Regions from separate parts of the Danio rerio genome. Here region 1 is linked to region 2. A link is a contact called in public Micro-C data. All regions are on one chromosome and are shown on one strand. Each heading gives the region's core, a stretch centred on a gene start, on an enhancer-like site or on the middle of the called end of the contact. The rest is flanking DNA. Distances are from core to core; before and after follow the strand shown. Region 1 holds the start of atg4b (autophagy related 4B, cysteine peptidase). Region 2 holds the start of hdlbpa (high density lipoprotein binding protein a).

Region 1 (3,123 bases), core at 290-2,789, 200 kb before region 2:
ACCAATTGGCTGGAAGTTTTTTCTGTACGTGAACCATAAACGTGAGGTGACATCTGCCAGAATATCATCCTTCTCTGCAACCCAAAATGAAAACCATGTTAGGAGCAAAACCCAAACACAACATCACAAAACATTCAATGTTTCACACTTGATAACCTGTTAGAGCGCTGAACTGCTTTCCCAAAATCCAGACAGGATCAGAGGTCTCTGGGAAATCTTCGATCTCTCCAAAGCGCAATGAATCGTATGTGAGAGTAGCTGTTAGGGGGGAAAGCCAATCATCAACTTGTGGCTCAACAAGTAACAAACAAAATCAAGTAAGTAAAAGCAAAGGCGATCTCTAAATCTGAATGAGCCTACTTGTCTACAGTCCCTATTAAATTGATAAAATAGAAGGTGAAGCAACAGAAAATGATTCGTGAATGGAAATAAAGCAACACAACTGAAACTGCATGTCCCATCATGACTGTAAAAACAGATAGCATTTCAACCACACACATTCATACTATATTTAACCCCTTATCCATTCACACTTTTTGAGTTTACACTAAAAATCAAATGTAGTTTGTAAAGATGAGTTCAAATTTTGACTAAAAAAGTACTGAAAAAACAACTTTTTTAGCAGGGTTTACATTGTGAAGCAGTAATTATTAATAATTTCTAAGAAATGTTCGTTTTTAACTATTTAAGAGTTTTCAGACAATTCAATGAACACAAAAATGTTTAAAGAAATAACACAACTAATTAAGCATTTATTTCATTTGGTATCTATAAGTTGGTTTTAAGGGATCATAAAATATGTGAATTGGAAAATAAACAATACTATAAATTAAATAATATTACATTTTTCTACACTTAGCCTTTTTTAGGGTTGATGCTAAAATAATTGTAAAATGTTACCTGCTTTTTTCTCAACAACTTCACAGCCTTTATAGTGCTCCAAGTTAACATGGAGGATATTTTACGTTTCACTTTATAAAATTGAAAACTGCTTTGTTCTTTTTAAAAGGATGTCAAGCACGAAGCGGTTAAAAAGTCACTATTTTACATGTTATTGACAAATATTTTATGAAAGAATGCAGAAATGTGATAACAGAAGATCTGTACAAGCTCCCTGAGGCATTTACCGCTCAACAGACACATACGTGCAGTGGAACACTCCTATCATGTCTAAAATGCTGTCTATGTAGGCAGTTGACTAGACTCTAAAACACAACCCAAACAGCCTAACAGTTTCCACGGGTGGTCGTGCCATTTTGGTGCAATGACACCTAGAAGACAAAACTGTGTCCATCCCTCATCTGACACCAGACTGATCTCTTATACTGTCCAGTTGGCAGCAGTTGGGACATCTATGTACCATATTTAACGGCAAAATTCCAAAACGTAGAGGCCGCTACTCCAAAAACAGGCGCGTACTTTGTTGTGGAAAGAAGAATTTTCCTTTTTAACAGTTTCATGACATCTAGACAAATGAGCGAAATGTAAAGAAATGTTTTCTTGCGGGTTTCTTACCTGCATCCATCCCGACAGTGATTCAGCCTATCTTGTTTGTTGTGTGTCCCTTAAGCCGCACTGGCCAATAGCAACTCGCTTCCGCCTTGATCACGAAGCGTCATTTTAATGATAACCAATTAAAACACCTTTTTGGACTGGACAAGGCGGGGATTGGTGTGTTCCGTCTGAAAAGCGGATGTAAACAACAAGCTAAAGTAGTTAGGCAATCCCATAGTTTTGGAATGCAACATTATAAATCAGCAAAATTGTTGAGTGTTTTCCTATTAGAAGTCTAACGTGTTTTTATAAGGCAAAAACATTAAATGAAATAAAACACTTTCTACTTTAAATTCAGTCTATTTTAAACACTTAGGTCGGTGAAGAGTTTTAATCAGTAACGTGATCACTCAATTTAAATGTGCAAACATTTGTGCAAAAATGACAGATGACTAGAAAACTATATGAGTTGTCTATGGCTTCTGGTGGCAGCTGGAAATGTTTGAATAAAAAAGTGTAGAAAAGCGTTCAAACAAATGTGTAAGTTAGCAAAAACATAAATGAACATAACAAACTTAAATGTAACAAATAAATACGATATTGTAAAGTAATACCAACATGATTAAATTAGAAGTAAAATATCAAAACACATTTGTATAAAACAGATTAAAATGAACAATTTTAAAATGTAAAGAAAACTAACTCGATTTAAACCAATTTTTTTTCACAGTAATGTTCCATAATTTATCTAATGTAACTCATATAAACACTTGTCTTTTTCACACTATAAATGAGGTCTTTACATAAAAAAACTAGATGTCGTTTGCATTTTGTGGGTCTCTCCGGATGAGAGTATCCCATCTACATTTTGTCTCAGTCGTATGATTAGACAGTATTAAACAGAAAAGAAAGCAAATTCACCGTTTAATGTTGTTGATTTGGTACAGTAGGGCCTACCAAGTCATAATCTTGTTAAATAGGAGAATGAGGTTGGAAGGTTCAACAGCTTTATTGAAAGGTCTAATACATTAATTTTAAGATTTAGTAGCCATTTCTGTAAGTTAAGAACAATATAAACTTTATAATTGTTTCCCATTTACTTGTGTCAGCAGCATGTTTCGTAGCCCGTTAAATGATGAATTGTTTTACAGCATATAGGCCTAATTTTAAGGGATCAACCAAAAAATTAAATTCTGTCATTGTTTTCTTGATTCAAAACTTTATGAGTTTCTTTATTCTTTTCAACACAAAAAAGCTATTTTGAAAAATGCTGGAAACCAACCATTGACCTTCATATTTGTTTTTTTTCCTACAATGGAAACCAATGATGGTGTCTGGTTTTCTTCAAAACAGCCTCTTTTGTGTTTAACAGGAGAAAGAAACTCACAAATGTTTGAAATCACTTGATAGAGTAAATGCTGAGTAAATCTCTAGTTAGGCGACAGAAAATACATCTGAAACCACTAGGTGTCGCTGTGTTGCCACAATTGATATGATTGCGTAAGATTTCAGGTTGGAACAAACCTTGTAAAATATTTGCGCTAAGATTAATTTCAGTGAACACGGCTACTAAATATGCTATTTTTTTGGGAGGAAGTAAATATACTAAAATGTTTAACTTTAATTCAC
Region 2 (2,791 bases), core at 135-2,634:
CCCAACTGAGTCTGGCTTCTCTCAAGTTTTTTTTTTTCACTTTTGCCAATTGGTGAAGTTTTTTTTCTTTCTCCGCTGTCGCCGCTAACTTGCATGGTTTGGGTTCAGTAGAGCTACACATCGATGGATTTGCTCTTCAGTGTTTAGGCCCTCTATAGTGATTATAAAACCACACTGAACTGAGCTAAACTGAACTTAAACACTAAATACTGAACTACGCTGTTCCAATTTACTATGATCTCATATGTGAAGCTGCTTTGACACAATCTACATTGTAAAAGCACTATATAAATAAAGGTGAATTGGATTTAAATAATGTTCCTATAGGCTCTAGCTCCAAATGAGCCTTCAAATTGACTTGGTAGAAAAAGGGTATGATTTTATTTGACTGAAAGAAGAAAAGTCATATACACAGAGATACCTATAGAGGGTGACTACTCACACTATGCTATCCAAACTGTGCACAAGTGCTTTTCCAGGTTCGTTTGACAAGTGTGAGCGCTCCAAATCAGGCCCAGGCGCTGTTGGAGAGGTGTGCCACAGCGTGGTTCGGATGGGCTTTGGTGTGGTACACTTGTAGTGTGAGTGCAAAGTGCATCAGTGGCTGAAACTGAAGATGCAACGTTATTTATTAATATTTTTTATTTTCAATGACCCTGAATTGTTTCCTAGAGACGCAAACACCTCACTGCACGTCAGCTGCACCTTCAGCAAACCTCCTAATACCTAGCTGCAGCATGATGACTTTCAAGAACATTTACGAGTGTCAGAAGTAGTGGATCTGTTCAGCAAAACATTTAACTGCGTGTCACTGCATACAAAATGACTAAATATAATAAAAAACGACATAACTAAAAGCATTTAAGAAAACTGTACCTAGAGTATGTCGTAATTCATGAGCTAATTTTCATTTTTGATGAACTAACCTGAACCATTGGCTGATTCATAACACACAAAATACAATCTTTATTAACCATATACAGCTGATGATGTAACATGCAGAATCTGAATCTTTGGTGAACAGATTCAAAAGATTAGAGTAAAATGGGCGAAAAGTCAACCCCCCACTAGTTTGTTTCATTTACCCTACAATGTGTTGTAACGTAGTACATGTGATTTTTTTTATTTTATTAAAGGTCAGTATGGGTTGTCTTGACAAAAAAATCTATTTTTTTTGACGAATGAATTACTGACTGATTCATAATACACTAACTTATCGCTACCTACTGCTGATGTAACCTGTAGAAACAATGAATCAAAATCCCAACCACTACATTTCTGATCCTGAGAGCAATGCATGATCTGTACTGGGAATATGACGTGAGGGAATGTGATTGGAGGAGGCTTGAGCTATATATCTCAAAGGCTGCTGCTCCTCCCTTTCGCCAGTGGAGTTTCACTACAAGCTTCTGCACCATACAGGGCAGACGGGAACACAAACACAAGTAAGTCACGCTTCATTTCGCAAATCAGCCTGCATTATATGTTTGCAAGTCTCTATTCTTGACTTCTGATTTACGCACGTCGACCTGAATGATCTGTCGTGAAAAATGTGGTCTGGCTCGCCTCCATGTCAATTTCTCCTCACTGTTTCACCCTTTGCTCTAGTCTAATGCCTACGTGGACTTGGTGTGGACAGTCTCTGATGCTGATCTTTTGTAAACATTCACATTTGGCCATCAGAAAAGAACCTGCTTTTAGTGTACACTTCTCGGGCGTTGTCATTCTCGAAACGTTTTGTTGATAAAGGATAAATAAGAGTAAAGTTTTACCTAATCCAGAGTGTGTTAGCGCTCGCGCTAGCTGGTGTACGTGTCACTATCGCGCACGCGCAGCTCAAAGTTTATTGGAGTTGGTGTCTAGCCAGGACAAGTTTTTCATCTCCGCAAAACCAGAAAACTGACGTATGTTTTTATCGCACACATTGTTAATTCGATTAACTGCACCCTTGATAACCTATCACGTGTTTAATATGTTTTGAATTCGAATTCTTGTGCCTTTAAGTGTTAACAGAGAAACCCGTCTTTCCTAGCCCGTTAGCCGTTAGCATGGCGTGTCATGAGTTGACGTAGCGCGCATGTATACAGATTATTTTACGTACCAGACTCGTTTTTATTCTTAATCGCAAATCATTTATTTGATCTACTATATGCTGACTTTATTCCCGGGTTCCATGTGTGTGTTATTCCGAGAGAAAATGTTAATCCGCCATATTTAAATGTGACATACACCGGAATGGCCACGTTAGCAAAACGCAGGAGGGCCATTTCAACACTTAAAGACATGAGTATTTGTTTAATTGTGCCTATTTTAAAGCATTTATACAGATTTATCGTCTACTGTATACGTTAGATCTTTTTAAGGACGTTTGTGATTTAATATTTGATAAGGTTAACCATGTAACGTTAACTGGCTAAATTGGTATTTGACGTTAGTTCCTATTTCCAACGTGAGTTAATTGCCATTTGCGTGTATTTAAATAAATCACGCACTGTCATAGGACATTCAAGCAACTCTTGCCACGTAACTCTGTCAAACTAAAGTGGTTTTGCATCATCTGTGACAGTGTGTTTTTCTTCTCTTATTTACTGTTTTGTTTTTAGGCAAAAGCTGGCAGGCTGACACGAACGGGCAGCTTTACAGGACGGATTATCTGGTAACTGACCATTTAGCTGGTAAGATTGACCACCGCCTTTGTTTCTTCTAGATTAATTTGCTGACAAGGCCCAATGTTTGCTTAGAACCACAAGATCCTTGTTTGTCTTGTGTTTGTAGCCATGGGTCACAAGTT

Evidence for each region. A called contact is a pair of places that touch in the nucleus more often than the background predicts.
Region 1: a contact with region 2 is called in a Micro-C map of caudal fin, with 2.8 times the contacts expected there. The contact joins the promoter of atg4b here to the promoter of hdlbpa in region 2. A contact is called at or near these places in 3 of 18 Hi-C or Micro-C datasets (caudal fin, hematopoietic stem cells and an unstated tissue).

What each region holds. Positions count from the first base shown.
Region 1 is chr6:29,585,983-29,589,105 of GRCz12tu, reverse strand. atg4b (autophagy related 4B, cysteine peptidase) reads right to left here and starts at 1,539. Exons shown (of 13, transcript NM_001089352.1): 1 at 1,516-1,539; 2 at 157-258; 3 at 3-74. The coding sequence starts at 1,525.
Region 2 is chr6:29,390,825-29,393,615 of GRCz12tu, reverse strand. hdlbpa (high density lipoprotein binding protein a) reads left to right here and starts at 1,384. Exons shown (of 28, transcript NM_201474.1): 1 at 1,384-1,445; 2 at 2,604-2,675.